Linked DNA regions of Mus musculus: region 1 is linked to region 2. The links are chromatin contacts, called in public HiChIP or PLAC-seq maps. All regions are on one chromosome and are shown on one strand. Each heading gives the region's core, a stretch centred on a gene start, on an enhancer-like site or on the middle of the called end of the contact. The rest is flanking DNA. Distances are from core to core; before and after follow the strand shown. Region 1 overlaps Lrrk2 (leucine-rich repeat kinase 2). Region 2 overlaps Slc2a13 (solute carrier family 2 (facilitated glucose transporter), member 13).

What was found. HiChIP or PLAC-seq counts read pairs in DNA pulled down with a chosen protein or histone mark.
Region 1: a contact with region 2 is called in an H3K27ac HiChIP or PLAC-seq map of SST interneurons, with 7 times the contacts expected there. The contact joins two enhancer-like sites. A contact is called at or near these places in 1 of 15 datasets of contacts at CTCF or cohesin (the NIH/3T3 cell line) and 3 of 115 datasets of contacts at active chromatin or transcription factors (SST interneurons, embryonic basal ganglia and embryonic limb bud).

The regions. Positions count from the first base shown.
Region 1 is chr15:91,708,665-91,713,747 of GRCm38.p6, forward strand. It overlaps Lrrk2 (leucine-rich repeat kinase 2), which reads left to right. Exons shown (of 51, transcript NM_025730.3): 13 at 600-724; 14 at 4,092-4,198. Among named protein-coding and RNA genes, the nearest start is that of Lrrk2, 38 kb to the left of the region's middle. Within about 2 kb of position 1,262, at least 10 of the 459 cell types and tissues checked have an H3K27ac peak or open chromatin away from gene starts, as enhancers often do. A contact at or near this core is called in SST interneurons, where this site is marked.
Region 2 is chr15:91,302,557-91,307,352 of GRCm38.p6, forward strand. The region is part of intron 7 of Slc2a13 (solute carrier family 2 (facilitated glucose transporter), member 13); the gene reads right to left. Among named protein-coding and RNA genes, the nearest start is that of CN725425, 110 kb to the left of the region's middle. Within about 2 kb of position 2,100, at least 14 of the 459 cell types and tissues checked have an H3K27ac peak or open chromatin away from gene starts, as enhancers often do. A contact at or near this core is called in SST interneurons, where this site is marked.

The DNA.
Region 1 (5,083 bases), core at 12-2,511, 410 kb after region 2:
CAGGACAGCCAGGGCTACATAGAGAAAAACCCTGTCTCAAAATAAATAAATAAAATACAAAATAAAAATAAAAAATAAAAAGAGTGGCTCAGATGTCTTGGAGAAGCCAAGGGTTTAATGTGAACTAATAAACTTTGGATATAAAGTCTGGTGATGCTAACCTGGAAGAGGAACCTTGATATGTATTATGCAGGGGTCCTGGCCTTGCCTCTTTCTAGTTAAAGGATTTTGGTGTTTCCTCCTCCAAACAACAAGTTTTTTAATCTGGAAAATGGGGGTGTGAACATTTTTCTGGGCTGTTGCCAGTGATCCACATACTGACCAGAAGGAAGGTGTTACCTTCATAAAACTAAAGCAAAAAGATATCGGGGCTATTGCAGATCTAATTATTGAGGTCAGAATTTAAACTCTTGAAGTTTTTGTTGGATTGAAATGGATTTTCTTGAAGTTTTGGATTGGTTCAAATGCATTTTCTTATAGCTTTTCCTGTTAAAAATTCCATTGGCTCTTATGACCCATATTTGTTTCAGTTCGATGCTTTTACAAATAAACCAGGCTGTACTTTCTTTTTCCAATAAACAACCAATTTCTATCTCTAGTAACCCTTCTCTGGATACAATGGCAGCAGTGGTCCCTAAAATACTAACAGTGATGAAAGCCCACGGAACGTCTCTGTCAGTCCAGCTGGAGGCGCTGCGAGCTATCTTGCATTTCGTTGTGCCAGGTGAGTCACGGAACGGATCCGCACTGAGAGGCAGCCATTTAAAGGGAATTTTGCATTTTCATGACACATTGTTTTCTAGGCCAAGCTTAAAGAACCAGATTCTGACGACCGCGCACGCAGGTCTTTCTGCCAAACCCGAAATTAAGTTCATGAGGAAGAATGACGTAGATGAGCTCATAAGATTATTTAGCACTTCATTTACATAAGAAATAAACACAGGGTAAAAAGCGGACCTCCTGTCCCTAAGGACTATTCATCTCCGATGCTTTGCTATTTTCTTTGCCGCCAGCCATGTTAAAGTTCGAGCTAGTACAGAACAGCCCTTCTCTGTTGCTTCAGACCCATCCTTCTTGTCCGAGGTTAAGTTAGCGCTTCTCCAGCAGAGCCACATGGCCCCTCCCTCATTGACTTTAAGGCCTCCTTCTGCCTGGCTTTCCCCAGCTGTCACCTTGTTTGCCCTTCAGCTCTCTCTAACACACCTGTCCCCACGTTCTTTCAGCACGTATTATTAAACGCCTCCCGTTCTGTTCTGAACACCGCAGTGCTTCACTGGGTTGAATGACACAGGGAATGAGGGCAAAGCGGGATGTCGGGTGCTCAGTAGACAGAAGAGCAGCTGATTGGCTTCACTGCAGACAAAGGTCCGGCATGTCTGAGCACATTGACGCACCTAATGTCTTCAGAGGAGCACATAGGTCAGAGAGTAGATGCCTATGGCTCAAGGAGAAGTCAGCTGGCAAGAACAGCTTCCAGGCAGAAGGAACGTGAGCGCAGAGTGTGGGGGGAGTGAAGACAACCCGGGGAGGGTATGGTGATGAGTCTGGGAGGACAGACCACAGACCCTAAGTGCAATGCTGAGCGATTGCGATTTCAGATGGAGAACAATTAAATTTTATTAACGGCTCAAACATGTTCTGAAAACTTAATAATGGCCTGACTTGAATTATTTTTATTGTTTCTTATATCCTATTTACAAACACTGGAAGGACCCCTTTTAAACTTTTTAAGAAAAATGTGTCCCTCCCGGGCTAACGGGATTGTAGAATTGATACGTTTCTGACGCACTCTGGGAAGAAACCTGAAGTAGTACCATCAAAAGTAAGCATGTGTTTAACATCCTGAGGATGGTTAGAATGCTCTACTACTAAGGGCTGGAGGATGGTTTTCAGGGTATTAATTTACGTCCAATCTAGTAGTATTGCCTCCTTTTTGATCGAAGAAAGTGTGTTATATAAGTCTGAGTCACATTACCCATTTCTTTTAAATATTTTCATGTATACATGCATTTCCCCTTTTGATTATATCTCCACGAATTAAAAAAAAAAGTTTAGATTTCTGAATAGCCTATGTTTAAACTCTTATTTTTGTTTTTTATAAATCTAAAATATACTCACATATACATATGTATTTACACACAGAAATATATGTATTTACACACATGTGTGTGTGTGTGTGTGTGTACCATTAGGGAGTCAAGAGCTTGTTACATACAATTCTGATATCAAGCAGTAAAGTGAATAACCTTTGAAACTATATAAAATGTACTTAATAATATGCATTAATAATTGGGACCACTACCCTGTAGTTCTGTGTCCAAATTTGCAATCCACATCAATGGTGGAGTTATATGGGGTAATTGAGTGGGGGATCCATGTAAGATAGTTGGTTATGAGTTGATGGCAGTCTAATGAGATGATGTAGTGAATGAGGCAGATGTAGTGGATGAGGCAGATGTAGTGGATGAGGCAGATGCAGAGAGAACAGAGATGAGAGATAAGTAGAGGATCGCTAATATTCTTTGTTGCTCATATAAAGTTCCAGCTTTTGTGAAATCCATACTTATTCTCCATAGAATAAAAGTTTACTAAATCAACTCTTTTCCATAGTGTCTAGGTGTTGTTTTCTCTTTCAGAATTAAGAGGATTTTCACTGTGTGACAAGTGTTTTATAAGAAGAGACTCTTACTAATTTTATGTTTTAAACCTGATACTTTGAATAAAAACAGAGACCCGCCTGTGTGTTTTAAATCAATTCATCATTTCCCACTCATCACTGGCAGTTCAGGCATAATTTTTCTTAAAGTTTTATTACTAATTTTTGAATTGTGTAGATTGAGTAAAATGGAACAACAATTTGCACCCCCCTACCCGCTTAGTTCTTTAAGGTAAGGTCTCACTATGTAGCCCAGGGTAGCCTTGAACTCACAGACCTCTACCTGCCTCTCTCTCCAGAGTCCTGGACTTTGAGATTAATAAATTATTTTTGTAGTCTTTCCATGCTCAAAATTTATTCCTTTTAGGTGGGTAGGTTCTTAAAGAGCAGCAAAAGCCTGCTAGCACCATACCTGTTTGTTAATCTCTTTTATTAAAAAACAAAACAAAAAAAAAAAACACTCTTTGGATATGTACTTATTTTGTTAAAGGTTTTCTGGGTGTGTATGTGTCCCCAAGTTTGTATAACTATAACCATATGCATACACTGCACATGGGCACATGGGCAAGTGGTTGTGAACTGCCTCACATGGGACCTGGCCACCTGGCCATTAAGGCTGGAGCCTCTGGAAGCACAGCAAATGCTCTTAAGCTCTGAGCTGTCTGTCTAGCCCTGCATGATTGTAAACTGACCCTGAAGCACTATAGCTAGTGCTATAAATAGTCAGATGATTACTGATGCTCTTTAAAACGGTGAATTTAAGGCTACACTGTATATATGTAAACAGGTATTAGTAAACACAGCATTCATTATGTGTGCACATTACTAGGCACAACATTAGCATCTGTCTCCTTTACTCCACACAGCTGCCATTCTTCTTTGCCATATATAGGGGATGAAACTAAGGTACACAGACCCAGAGATCTTTGCAGACTTCAACTGATGCTACCTGACTCTACCCCATGTTGGTGTAATGGTGTCTCACAAGCCACTGTTACCCTGAAGCACTGTCCTCAGACCCTGGAGATATGGGGAGAGGAGGTATGGACCTGCCAGTAAAAGGTTAACAGTGCACGCAACTTGAAGAGAAAGGAAATGATTCCCATTATGGGAAGCAGAGAGCAGAGATGAATGTTCAGGAACAGCAAGATGCTGATGGCAACCCATTGCATGAGGCTGATGATTTTACTACTGAGCGTGACTCGTTGGCACACGTGCCTGTGGACCAATGAGAAGCTTCGGGCATCTGTGCAGGCATAGTCACTGAAAATACAGCAGAGATGTGAATGCTTTCAATGAGGATGGAAAGTTCCACAAGGGCGGGAACCTAGTCTGACCCAAATTATCCTAGCTCTTGGCAAGAGGCAGTGTGTGGAGCCTAAATGCATTTGACGAGAGTAAGTCTGTATTTGTCCGTGTTTGTTCTTGAATTTAGGACTATTGGAAGAATCCAGGGAGGACTCTCAATGCAGACCAAATGTGCTCAGAAAACAGTGTTTCAGGACTGACATCCACAAGCTGGTTCTAGTCGCTCTGAACAGGGTATGTAGAACAAGGGTTTTCTGTCTTTATACCATTAACGAGACTAACATCTGAGGGTCTGGGGGTGGGGCTTTGAGTTTTACTTTACTTTCTTGTTGTTTACTATGATAGTTAGAAGTCATAATTAGAACTCAGGGTGATTGTAGCAACATTGGGGTGGAAAATATATATATTAAAAGAAAGATAAGTATACAACTAACTAATGCAAGTTTCTACCTTAGTTTGTTCAATCAGAATGTCAATCAATGAGCCAGGTCTAGATATCAGGCCCGGACTGCTGTTTTCTCCCTGGTAGGCCGTTCTTCTTTTATGATCCTATGCAAAAAGATTCAACTAGTAGAGACACACCAGACAGAACATGGCTGTCTTCTCTGATGCCTCTGTATGTTTTCATAGCTCTTCTAAGATGAATTATCATTAGGGTGACGTCAACAGAGCTATCGATAATTATGACTTGAGATTCAACTATTATTGATCTAAGCAGGGACTAAGGAAAGTGTTTATTCAAGTGAGGCAAGGCTTTGGTATATGACACAGAGTGTTATAATTCAAGCTGAAGGTAACCTCTTTTGGATCACCGACCTCCCACTTATGCTGGACCTGGAGAGTTGTTCACACATCACAGTGTTCTGGCATCCGTTCCATAGGTTGCTGTCTGTCTACTGTCATTTCTGGGGAATAAAGTAGACTCTCAAGTGTCTTGGCTCTGTCTGTGTGTATGTGTCTGCAGGGCCACACCTGCCTCTTTGTCCGGGGAACCCAGGGAAAGAAAAGCTCGTTTTCTGATGAGGTGGTTGTAGGTAAAGACTTTCTGATTTGTAAAAGCTTAGAGCAAAATACTGAAAGTTCAAATTTAACAATGTATTTTGAGCTAGTGTTGGTGGT
Region 2 (4,796 bases), core at 850-3,349:
TCCTCTTCTTCCTCTTCTTCCTCTCCTCCTCCTCCTCCTCCTTCTTCTTCTCCTCCTTCCTCTTCTTCTTCCTCTTCTTCCTCTTCTTCTTCTTCCTCTTCCTCCTCCTCCTTCTTCTTCAACATGGGTTCCAGAGAGTTAACTCAGGTCTTGATTTTTACCTGCCTCCCATCTCTGTTCCTAATATAATTATGTTGAGGTGCTCTTTTGCTTATTAGTTGATGAGTGTGATAGTTAACTTAATGGAAGCTAGAAACTTGATGGTAGCAGCAACAGACCCATTAAAGGCTGATCTATATAAGGATTCCACAGACCGCAGAGTAAAGGCTTCATGACCTACAAGGCTCAAGGGTGGACTGAGGTTTGACCCCGTATGAAAGTTAATGACTTACAGGCTTCAGGTGTACTTGACTGACAATGCCTACGGAAGCTTCTGGTAAGATCCATATGGCAAATCTGCAGGGCTCTACCACTTCCCGACACAGAGGAAGGGACCTGCGGATGGACTGTCATCCCCAGCATTCCCCCTTACCCATCCTGTAAGACCCCAAAACCGTCACACCGTATGCACAAGGTCTCACTTCCATGGAAGGATGGTAGCCTGATTTAAGAATAATTCTGCTTCTGGAGATGCCTGCCTGCCTTCTTCTATTTCCACCGCACCTCCATCGTTCCATATCTAACAGAGAAAACAACCCCTCTGACCCAGTCTGTGTGAGTCCAGATCTAATAGGCTCAGGATGCCCACCATGTGTAGGCATTTTTACCCAGATCTTAGACTCACAGGTTGCTGTGCTCTGGCATCTTCACTTCTTGTGAAGGGCGTTCTCTCTGTCCATCCTAAGGGAAATGTAGGCAGTGAGATGCCAAATCCGAGTTTGCTGGTTGTTTAGGATTCAAATGTTAATGTGGAAACAGTCAAGTGACTAAAGGACCTCTCACAAAGCTTTAAGTACAGCCAGATGCACTTCCTCTGCTTTGCTGGGTCATAAATACAATTTCATTTCAACTCTCCCTTCGTAGAATTGACTTGCTAAATCTATACTGCCTGATGTTATAAATTTAGATACTCTAAACTTCTTAATACTTACTAAAATGATATATTCAGCGCTCCGAGTTAGTTCATAAAACATTAAGATGCTGTAAACTACCACTAAGAGTATCTCCTCAGGCAAACGTTTTACAGAGACAATAAGCATAAAAACCTTCACTAAAGGTCTTTTTGTTTATTCGAAACAGCATTCACTGGGTTTGTAAAAGTTCTGTTAATTTACAAGCGTTTGTATGGGATACATGGGTTTTGCTAAGAGCTTTCTCCTAAAGTCTATGACAGAAAATAAGTTTTACTCATCCTTCAACCCCCCACCCCCAAAGACTCACAGGTAGCAAAAATCAAAAGCAGCTAAGAGATGAGGTCACTTCATTTGCTGTGTCAGATTGAGGCTGTCACACCTATTTTGGGGCGACCTGTTTTGTGTGATGTAGCAGTCCCAAGTGAGAGACTTCCCTACGGCCATCATTTATTTGTGTTATGTTGTGCCCGGGACCACAACTCTTTCTTTTGGGGTCTCTCCTGAGTTTCCATTCAAGACAGAATGGAAACTCCCTTGTCTGGGAGGCAAGGAGGATACAGCCACCATTTAGAAGTATTTAGACAAGGCATGGGAAGCCCTCTCCACTACTTTTTCTTTCCCAGTATGGCAACTCCTCTTCAATTCCTAAGGACTCACTTGTATCCTTCATAATGTGTGGAAACTGGATCTCCAAACTTTAAAAAGGGACAGGATGCGTTTTTCCTGCAAAACCACATGGCCACTGCAGACGTAGAGGGAAGGCTTGGTCTAAAACTGGAAACAGCAATTATAGGAGCATTGTATAAGTAGATGCCTTTGTAGACGACAAGACAAATGCTTGGTCCTGCCTTATGTACAACTCTCTATGCTTTAAGAGAGGACTTGGATTCATGCAAGCCACGTAAACGGGACCCAGGATTAACAGCTTTCTTAATAGGTGGGGGCATTTTCAACCAGAAGAGGGTCACTTCTTACAGAGATAAAACCTTTGACAACACTGCCACCTGCTGGGAAAAAGCCTAGTGCCTCTGTAATGCTGTAACTGCTTCCTTGGGTGTAGCCCTTTTAAGAACTTGGAGAATCTGGACACAGTAGGGCCTAGCAACCATTCTCTATACAGCAACTTAGACACATCAGATACGACTTATGTGGTTTCTCTGATGGCACTGAGAGATGTATAGAGAATTTTGACATCTGTTCCCAAATCACGAGCTATTTCAAAGGGATTACAGTGTTGTTTGGGGACAGTGTTGTTTGGGGACAGATCTGGTTGAACTGAGGCCTACTGACGTTAAGACACAGTTACAGAAATAAAATATTTCTAGATAATGCATATTCAAGCGTTTCTTATAAGATTATTGCTACTGTTACATTTCCAGGGGCAGTCTTACATGTACAATCTACGTAAAGCCTCAGATGTATAATTTTTGTCAAAGACTAGCACTCAGGACCTGGGTAAGCATTTGCGTTCCTCTGCAGGCGACAGAACAAAGAGCTATGCCGCTAGGCCTTGTCAAGACAAGAGATGACGAATGTCTTACATTCTAGCGGTGTTAAAATTGTTGCAGTATTTTGCTAGATGCGCAGAATTGTTCTGAACTGACTTTTGCTGGCTCTGATGCTTGATCTTGTTGACAACTTGAGTGGGTATGGAGCTGAGCTGGAGGCAGAGCCTGGGCGCACCTGGGAGGAATTCTCTTGATTACAGTAAGTGAAGTGGAAAGACTGCCTGTGAATGTGGTGGGATTTCTGGCAGCAACAGGGATCCAAGGAGGTCTGAGGGGAAAGGCTTTTGTGTTTTATGTCTTTGCCTTCTTGTCAGACTGGTGCGTTCATCTACCCTAGCGGTTCTCAGCGATTTATAACAGTAGCAAGATGGCAATATGAAGTAGCAGAGAACATAATTTTGTGGCTGGGAGTCAGCGCAATATGAGGAACTGCATTAAAGGGTCACAGCATTAGGAAGGTTGAGCACCATTCATCTATCCATATTTGCATCTTTCTATGAGTTCATTAGCTGTGGCTGCCACCAGCACAGCCATTGACATTCTTTACTAAGGTAAGAATCCAGATTCTTTTTTTTTCCTTCCAATGTGGACTGAAGACCATGGGTTCCCAGGAATCCTCCAGGCTTTGAGCACTGTCTGGAGCACTGCTGAGACTCTAGCCCAGGGGACTGGGCACTGCCAGTCCTCAGACTCTAGTGAAGGCAGCCAGTGTTGGGCCACCCAGACTGTAATGTCCCAATCAGTTTGTTTCTTTTGAGAACGCTGACTAATACGCTTGCTAAACTTAAAATGTTATTTTAAGGACAGGCCTCATGTGAAGAAATGTTTTTTATATTACTTCTCCACATTGAATATGTACACTTTTTGGCAATGTGTGACGGACTCTTTTTTTTTCACTTAGGGCAATCGAGTTGTTGTTCAACATTCTTTAATTGTGAATAGATAAAATTTGTGCTATAAATAAAATGATAAAATTAGATTAAAATTATTATTTGTGTGTTTGTGTGTGTCTATGAGCATGCTTGTGACACAGCATCCGTGTGGAGGTGAGAGAAGAAAGACAATATGGTGAAGTTGCTTTTACTCATCCACCTTCATATTTTAACATCTAGTTTGACATATATGTATGTGTGTACATCATAAAGCTATAAAAGAAGCAATGCTATGTTCCTTAACTCTCCAGATAACTGTCAGAATTATAATCTTACCAGATAATACTGGTAAGAGAAAATATCCTCATAGCTGTAAAGGCATGCCACATGTCACTGTGTGCTAGTATGCGGTACGAGGCTGTACTGGTAAGTCTTGGAAACATGCCACAGTCTAAAGAGCCCTGGGATATGTGTCTCATGCTTTTCTGATACAAGCACACACCAATACACATAACCGATGGTCTGTGAAGATTTCCACAGCACTCTGTAAAAGGATGTGGAAACAGCGGCAGCCACTCTTAGCTTTTCCACTCCAAACACCTTAAAGGCGCACGCAAGGCTGGCATCTCTACACTACAGCTGCTATTTTCTGAGCACTACAGACAATAAGTTTATCTGAAGCTACACATCTAACTTAGCTGTAAAGTTCTAAAGGGATAAAATGTTATTAAATCATCATATCAGAATATTCAATTGCAATCTACTTTTACTCAATTTTCTTTTTCCTTATCACAAGCCAAACATAAAGGAGAAAGCAGTTAACTTGAAAGTCTTGAAAAGACTTTCTGATGCCTTTTAAATTACCCTTTAATTACATATATAATGTCTCACTGCAGGGACAGCATCGACTTACATCAATGAAAGAGTATATCAACGATCTAGATGAGTCACAGAAGTCTGGTACCATTGGAAGAGATCACAAAGAATATGCACTGTAAGGCATTTGTGCTTGATGAGACTCGCTAGATACCAAATTGAATGTTGACCTACTTTTAAAGAAGTCTGAAAAATGGGTAAGAAAAAGATGAACATTTAAGCTGGGTGGCAGCTACACTTTTGATCCCAGTACTCAGGAGGCAGAGGCAGGAAAGTCGCTCCGAGTTCAAGGCCAGACAGGGATATATAGCAAGACCCTGCCTCACAAGAATAGAAAAAAAATTAACTTTTGCCATTAATTTTGTCAGGCTTTTAACAGAATCAGGACTCATGTGAATTTCTGTTTGTTGATAAACCCTTTCTGATGAGATCCCTCTAGCTCTAATTAACCAGACCTATCATAGTTA